Regions from separate parts of the Mus musculus genome. Here region 2 is linked to region 1. A link is a contact called in public HiChIP or PLAC-seq data. All regions are on one chromosome and are shown on one strand. The core of a region is the stretch at or near the end of the contact, and the rest is flanking DNA. Distances in the headings are between cores, read along the strand shown. Region 1 has its middle 25 kb from the start of Gm16578. Region 2 holds the start of Higd2a (HIG1 domain family, member 2A).

The links. HiChIP or PLAC-seq counts read pairs in DNA pulled down with a chosen protein or histone mark.
Region 2: an H3K4me3 HiChIP or PLAC-seq map of pro-B cells shows a contact between it and region 1, with 5 times the contacts expected there. The contact joins the promoter of Higd2a here to the enhancer-like site in region 1. A contact is called at or near these places in 4 of 39 promoter capture datasets (the C10 cell line, cranial neural crest, hippocampal neurons and 1 more), 2 of 484 Hi-C or Micro-C datasets (large pre-B cells and liver), 3 of 115 datasets of contacts at active chromatin or transcription factors (cardiomyocytes, large pre-B cells and pro-B cells) and 1 of 9 other capture datasets (liver).

Annotation. Positions count from the first base shown.
Region 1 is chr13:54,245,906-54,249,984 of GRCm38.p6, forward strand. No RefSeq gene overlaps it. Among named protein-coding and RNA genes, the nearest start is that of Gm16578, 25 kb to the left of the region's middle. Within about 2 kb of position 1,831, at least 21 of the 459 cell types and tissues checked have an H3K27ac peak or open chromatin away from gene starts, as enhancers often do. A contact at or near this core is called in pro-B cells, where this site is marked.
Region 2 is chr13:54,588,156-54,592,234 of GRCm38.p6, forward strand. It overlaps Higd2a (HIG1 domain family, member 2A), which reads left to right and starts at 2,076. Exons shown (of 2, transcript NM_025933.3): 1 at 2,076-2,264; 2 at 2,569-2,992. The coding sequence starts at 2,111. The coding sequence ends at 2,735. Nop16 (NOP16 nucleolar protein) reads right to left here and starts at 1,919. Exons shown (of 5, transcript NM_178605.4): 1 at 1,706-1,919; 2 at 1,508-1,616; 3 at 443-512. The coding sequence starts at 1,812.

The DNA of each region.
Region 1 (4,079 bases), core at 581-3,080:
CCCACCTTCCTGTCCACTCTCCTGCCTACCTTCCTGTCCACCCTCCTGCCCACCTTCTTCTCCACCCTCCTGCCCACCTTCCTGCCCACCCTCCTGCCTACCCTCTTGCCCATTCTCCTGCCCACCCTCCTACCCACCCTCCTGCCCACCCTCCTGTTTCACTCAACCATGTTTGCCCCCCAAGTTCCCAGCCTCCAAATACCGTTGACCCATGATCTTGGAGATTAAACCTTCTGACACATAAACCCTGGTGACAAATATCATAGAAACCTTTGTCATGTTCAAATGATCCAAAGCAAGGATCACCACACCATCCTGCACTCAGAGAGCTAGTTATACCAGGACACAAACACCAGAAGTATGGGCTGTTGGAGAGCCTGCCTACCTGCACTGGCTCAGCTCATGACTTCCGGTTATGGGGGTGGTTAGGATGTTGCTTTTCCAAGCTCTACAAAACTTAAGCTCAGAATCGCCCTTTGCTAAGAAGCCTGTGAGGCTCCTGTTCACCACACCTCAGGTCCCATCTTCGAGGACTCAGAAGAATCCCCGTACCTCCTACTGTGCCAAGCCCAAGGCTGTGCTCTCTGAGCTGCTCCCAAGAGTTGAGTGCTCCCCAGAGCACTACCCAGCATCCTGGACAGATAAGTAAAGCCCAATTCAAAGGGAGCTTCCGTGAAGGACAGAAATTACCACCTCCAGTTCCAATTACCAGCTGAGCTAATTGCAAAAGTAATTGCAATTGAAGGGTCTAATTATGAGGCTGGGCCAGAGAAGCATTTCCTCCCTTCCGCCTCTGAGTACCCGCCCGCTCCCTCCTAGGGGGCTCAGACAGGGTGGAAACCCCATCCTGAGAGAATGGGGGCCTAGCCTGTGCCCCAGGGGCCAGACTAGTAAAGCAAAGCCAGATTTCTTCCTACCCCCATAAGGAGTTTCCACCCATGAGGGGGGCCTCTTCCGTTGTCTTGTACCACCTAGCCCATTACTGGGCCACTGAGAGCCAGGAATTATGAGCACCAAGTTCTTCAATGTCAATACCCATACCTGGGTATTTCTTACCCTGTCCTTCCCTGTGGACACTGTGTGTTGTCATTGTTGGAACCCTGTCAGAATGGCCCCTCCAACTGCCTTGGGGACTGGGATCGAATGGCTCATCTGGTCCAGGATACCCAACCTCGCCCTTGGATACCCCCAAGCTCAGCTCACAGACAACCCAGAGGAGGTGTTCATAAATAAGCAGGGCACACGAGGGTCAGCTAAGGGGGTCTAGAGTCAGCAGACCTTCCTACCCAACTATAGCTCCAACCAGCAACTCCTCTCAGGAGGCTCTGCCCCTTAAGAGATCTTCTTGAGCTGCCAGTCTTGTTGCCTTGTAGAGATTCAGGGCCAAGGAAAGGCCTGGGCTCACCTGATAACAGGATTAGGGACTGTCTGTCCATAGTGCCATGGACTGGGGGACCAAGCCTTTAAACATGGGGACCTTCTATATCCAAACTACAGCATTTTCCCATTTATCTAGGGCTCCCATCATGCCCAGGACTGTGGACATCTATCTGTGGGTCTAATCATCCTTTGAGGCTGGAGCAAAGGCTGTGCCCATCCTTCATCATTTCAGCAGGGAAAATTCAGGTGTCTCAGTTGACAGTTGTAAATTAATTAGTAACAAGTGTATATACCGTGAGTAAACAAGACCTGCAACAGCTACAGTGTGTCTCGGCATGCTGAAACAGTCATTTCTCCAGAAACTAGAAGCCATGCCACTAGGCTAGGCTCCAACACACCCACGGCTACCAGCTTGAAAGTCCCAGCCAAACTGCCAGCACCCAGAGCATCAGGGCATGAGCATCCACCAGGGGGCAGAGCAGGACCATAATACCCATTTGGCTAGAGCTGGCACCACCTAAACAAGGCAGAACCACCCCAGGTGAGGGTTACAGAGTCTTAGCTACTAGGTTAGACAGAAGGAGACCAAGGCTAAGGAGACAGGCAGAGGCAGCATCAAGTCATCCTATCTACGCTGTGGGAGTTTTAAGTAAATTCTTTCCACCTGGAGTCATGGCTTCCCTAACGTGTGTGTAAGATTGTTTTTAATGTCCTTAAGAGTTTCTTGGAGACATTCATCTGCCAAACACAAGTTAGTAATGGGCTAAATCACTGTTCAATTTCTAAAAGATGCCGCGTTAATCTGACTTCGGCTTGGGAGAGGGGGAAACACCAATCCCAAAGCTCTGTTAGGAAAAGTGTTGATTAATTGACTGTTAACAATGATCTGAGCTACAACCAGAAAAAGACAACCCAGGCCATTTCTCAATCTTATATTGAAGAGAGATGAGAGGATAGTTGAGCAAGGCTTCTGAGTGCCAACTGAATTAGCCGTTAGGGGTTTCTCACCTAACAAGAGTGGAGTGCCGGCTGAGGGGTCTGCACCATTTCGTCTCTCCGCCGCCTCTCAGCAGCCCCGGGACTGTGGGGCCAGCACAGTCTATGTGTGTCCTGCGCTATGGTGCTTAGAGGAAGGCTTTGAGAAATACTGACCGTTCCACTGTCTGCCTCAGCTTCGGTCTGCATCATCAGGAAACGCTGACTGCAAGCTCTGAACACTGACTTGAGTAAAGTTAATCTATCAGGAAGCTGAGAGGAAACAAGGGGAGCCTAGAGGGTTGGATTCAGCAAGTCTGAAGCAGCCTGGGGTCGGAGGGAGGGGGTCAGGGCGCTTCTTCTCTCAGGGTAATCGCTTTGCCTCTGTGATGGACGATCTGTGATCAGCCGTGAATCTAAATGTCTGGTGTCTGCTCACACGCAACCTCGGCGGGCTAGCTTGGAGAATGCCACTCATAATGAAGAAAGAATAGGTCCTCCAGGGAGTAGGGCAAAGGATCTGAGGAACCCAGGGCCAGCCAAGGTTCATGTCACAAGCTAAATCAGCGAGTCTGCGCTGGGAATCAAGCCCCCAACACACACACACACACACACACACACACACACACATGCTTTCTGGTCCCTGAGTCTGACTCTGTATCACCAAACATGGAAAGGTGGGCCTGGGGAAGGAACAGGCAGTGTCCTTTCTTGGGGATGAGCAGAGTTCAATGAGAGGCTTGTGGAAGACCAAGTAGACTGAGTGAATGCATGGGAGGTATCGGGAGAGACAGAGCCCTCTGTGCAGAAATATGAGCCTCAGCTGTTGCTAGTCCCAGCGCTGACAACTATTTCCTGAGTGAACACTGCCAAGCCCTGGGAGTCTCCAAGTCCAGCTGTATCATCAGTAAAGATTTTCCTGGACAAGCTCACGTGCCCTCAGGCAGCTCTCTGGCCAGCAGTGCTTCCCTTACCAAGAACAGGAATGTAGCTTCCGTGGTGACAACACTCAGCTATCCTGAGCACACTCACACATGTACACACTTTCTCTAATTGCCAGGCTCTGGTGCAACAGGGGCCCTAGGCACTGCTGGTCATTAAATGGCAAGTTCCCAGAACCAGGGGAGCTGGCTTCCCAGGAGTTGATTCCCCCATTCACTAGCTGTGTGGTCCTGGGAAAGTGGTGGATGTTAAAGCTCAGAGGAATCTGCGTCCCTCGGGTCCAGCTCTCCACCGGCAGCAGACCCAGGCCACAGATTCCAGGATGAGACATCTGGAGAGAAGGTGACTCAGTGCAGCCCAATCCTGCCACTGGAGACTCAGCCAACATGTGGGTCCAGAGTTCTATTTATATCCAAAGGTGGTATTTACCAAAATCATATGTTGGTACAGAAAGAGCTTTTATGAAATTAGACCTGGGGAATATATGGGTATTCAAGCCCTATAGAAATCTCTGATATCCCCACAGACGAATTAAAAAAAAAAATTAGCCCAGAGAGGGTTTTTTGTTTTTGTTTTTGTTTTTTTTAATGACGTTCCTCCCTTTCTGCCCATATCTTGAACAGTCCTTCCCTGGGTTCAGGATGTTTTTAGACTAGCACACTATAGAGAGCACAGCACAGCACAAAGAGGTACCCAAGAGCTTTCGGGATTCACACCTCCCCAGGGGCATAGCCCCCCATCTTCCAAACTACTCTAAGAGACAGGCCATTAACTGTTCTGCA
Region 2 (4,079 bases), core at 826-3,325, 340 kb after region 1:
CCAGGGCTACACAGAGAAACCCTGTCTTGAAACAAACAAACAAACAAACAAACAAACAAAGAATATTCTCTTTCCTGCAGGGTGTGTGCCTCTCTCTACAGCAGGAACACATGGGGAGTAAATGTATCACTGGACAGACTAAATGACAGGCCAAGCTCTCGAGTCATGAGAAACTGGGCACAAGCCTGAGACCTTCTTCTTCGTCCTTTCAGACACCCAGTTCTAGCTTGTATGAGCGTCTACTACCTTAGTTCATCCATTGAAATCTCATCAATATTAGCTGGAAAACAACTCAGCCAGGGCACAGTACTACTTGTGAACCCTGGACTTCTTCGTTTCTCTCTCTTTGAATCTTGGGCTCTCTGGCTGTAGAGTGAAGAGTCAGAGTGCCCTTTCTACATGAGAGAGGACAGGACGGTAGAAGAACACAGCCCACACTCACCATTTACCACATAGGGCTTCCGTACAAGATCCCGGGGTCGCTCCTCCGTGTCTACCTCCATGGCCTTTACCTGTAAAGAACAGGTTTGAGACCAACAGACAAGCACCTTTGGTCAGAGTTTGACCAACGTTAGGGAAGGACATTCCCTATGGAAACACAACTATGTCTTGTATCAGAAAATCCTTGCCCAAAGTCACTAGAACCAGATCACACCACACACGGTATGTTCATGCTCACACTCACATGTCATACCACACACAGTATGCTCATGCTCACACTCACATGTCACACCACACATGGTATGTTAATGCTCACACTCACATGTCACACCACACATGATATGTTCATACAGTTGCATATGACACCCACAGTAATATTTTTAACAAGCAATTCATCTTTCTGCCTATATCTATGCTTTCCTTACTCTGCTGTGTAGTAGCACCACAAAAACCATGTGCATGAAGAGCGCTTTATAAGTTACAGGGAGCCATGTCCGATAGCTTCTTCATGGGGAGGACTTACCTGCCAGTGCTTAGTTATAATTTTACTAAAAAAAAAAAAAAAAAAAAAAAAACTCTTGGGGTAAGCCGGGGGGTGTTGGTGCACGCCTTTAATCCCAGCACTTGGGAGGCAGAGGCAGGCAGATTTCTGAGTTCGAGGCCAGCCTGGTCTACAAAGTAAGTTCCAGCACAGCCAGGGCTATACAGAAAAACCCTGTCTCGAAAAACGAAAAAACAACAAAACAAAAAAAACCCCTCAAGCTCTGGGGGACAGAAAAAGATACATTCTAGAAAATTCCACTGACCTGAGAAGAAATGGTAAGCAGAGGAGGGGGCGTGAATAAAGGAGGTCGTTAAAGGTCTTTGACCAGAATTAGTGCAAGCAAAATGACTTTATCACAAATATGGGAAGTAAGTGTGTGTGTGTGTGTGTGAGAGAGAGAGAGAGAGAGAGAGAGAGAGAGAACAAATTCTGAAACTCTGCTCAGTGAAGGAACGTCAGGTGGGAAGGAAAATAGGAAGCGGCTAGTGTGGAGATGGGGAAAGTGCTTTGCGTTATCAGTACCTTCTTCTTACGGAGGGGAACCGCCTTGTTGGGGTCCATGGCCAACCCCATCTCCGCCAGGTTCTGCCGCACGGATTTGGTGTGGTCCCAGGCATGTCGTATGTGGGAACTAACATCAAAGAGAGAGAGAGAAATCGAGATTCTGTCACCTCACCTTAGATCCCAGCCCAGGCCCCCGCCTCCAAACTGGCCCCTCACCACTCAATCCGTGGCGCTGCCTTCCGACGAGCATTCCGGTTCAGACGCTTTCGGTTGACGTTGTAACCGAACTTCTGCCTCCGAGTCTTTCCCTTAGCCTTGGGCATCTCGCTAACTGCCCCAACAGCAGCTCAAACCCTTGAAACAGCAGCTCAAACTCAAGAACCACGCTCTCAGAGCCGCGTGTTAATAGTCTCCGTCCACCCGTGCGCGCAAGGATTCTTGGGAAATGTAGTTTTAGTAGTTAGTGCCTCCACATTCACTTACTACAACTCCCAGAAAGCAACGGGCAATGGCGCCTGCGTGCTACACTCAGCAAGCTATTTCCCCGCCCCGTAGTGACCTCATCAGAAGGCGGGGTCCGGTGTCCGGATTTGTGTCCTACCTATTTCTGTGCTGGTGGGTATGGCGGCTCCCGGTCCTGTGAGTCCAGAGGCGCCTTTTGATCCGTCCAAGCCCCCAGTTATCGAGGGCTTCAGCCCCACGGTCTACTCCAACCCAGAGGGCTTTAAGGAAAAGTTTATTCGCAAGACCCGTGAGAACCCAATGGTGCCTATAGGTAAGTGTGTGCTGTAGGAACGGAAGACCGAGAGGACAGCGGTTTCGTAGGGAAAGGAAATAGGGGTGGATCAAGTAAGCCTGGGGTTTGGGAAGGGGAGCGGACCAGAGGTGTGACGAAATGACGGTGCGGGGTGGGGGGTGACTGAAACGAATCGGAATGCATTGCGGGGCTTGGGACTAGATGAAGCAGACTGTAGAACTGCCCTCCTGTTGTGGCTCTGGGAAAGCTGGGACGGGCTACATCCTTAAGGGACCTGCAGGACCCGACCTGTTGCCTCCCGCGTGTGTTGTCCTCTCCCCAGGCTGTCTGGGGACGGCGGCTGCCCTCACCTATGGCCTTTACTGCTTCCACCGCGGCCAGAGCCACCGATCCCAACTCATGATGCGCACCCGGATCGCTGCACAGGGTTTCACGGTCGTAGCCATCTTGTTGGGGTTAGCGGCATCTGCTATGAAGTCTCAAGCCTGAGTATAGCCGGGTCTTAAAGCGCCATGGAAACCATTACAAAACCCAGGAACAACAGACATCCCTGTCAGACTTGCTCCCTCCGTTTCAGACCGGACCTTATTGTCATTTGGGTGAGGAAGTGGCCGATTTTGTAACTGATTTGCGCTTCCACCGCTGCCCCCTCCCGCTCCCAAAATCCCAGGTTCATTTCAGTTGGGTTGCATGCTTCTATTTGTGATGCGTCCCCTTAATTACTTAATAAAAGCTTATTACACTTGTATGTGATGAACTATTTCTTAATCTCATTCCTACGATCAAAACCATGATTTTTCCTTTAAATTTTTAAGAGGGAACAGGCTGTCAGTAGGACTGGCCTTTAAAAATCAGCTAGGTCTGACAGTGCATGCCTATTGCCTTAACTGTTCTGAAGGTTGAGGGAGAAGAAAGAATCTTGCCTGACTGCACATGACTTCAAGAGTTCAAGATCACCGGGCAGTGGTGGCACATGCCTTTAATCCCAGCGCTTGGGAGGCAGAGGCAGGTGGGTTTCTGAGTTTGAGGCCAGCCTAGTCTACAGAGTGAGTTCCAGGACAGCCAGGGCTATACAGAGCCTGTCTCGAAACCCTGTCTCGGAAAAAAAAAAAAATGCAAGATCACTCAGTAGAGTAACTTAGACTCTGTATCATTTAAAATGGCCTGAGGGTACAGCTCAGCAGTACAGTACATAGTGATTGTGAGGCCGGAGGTTTATTCTCCAGTTGTGAAAGAGGAACATAGAGCCTAGTGCTATCCAAACTTTCCTCGGCACTGTCAAGTTACTTGGGGCACTGGTTAAAAGTAGAGATTCCCAAATGTTCATTCTTGGGATTCTAATTCAGTGAGCTGTTTGATGTAATACGGGAAAGTTTGCCAGCAATTTCCAAGTTTCTGTAGCCTGTAGATGAGGCCTGTCGTGGTCCTGTTGTGAGTCAGGATGTTCAAACACACACCACCACCATTCTTTGACTACTTCTCTTACTCCGGTGCAGCCTCCTCTGCGACCCTCCACTCTGCTGATCTCTTTACCACTCCAGCTTTTGACACAGGCGTCTCAAAGGCATTTGTGATCTGTAGTCACTGTGTTGCTTTGAGGAACCGAATCCTCCCATGGGTCACCCTGCCTCTCTGAATACCTCCTGAAGGGGAAAGGGAAGAAAGTGAAGATACATTTCTTGGGCCCTGACATGTTTTCAATCTCTGAGTGGAAGGTCCGTGACTAGAGCTAGGTGTTTGTATCTCCATCATGATCTTAACCACAAGGCATATTGCCAGTGTGGAACACTGCATTGTGAAGCCCTCAGGATGCAAGAACAGGGCATAAGGAGC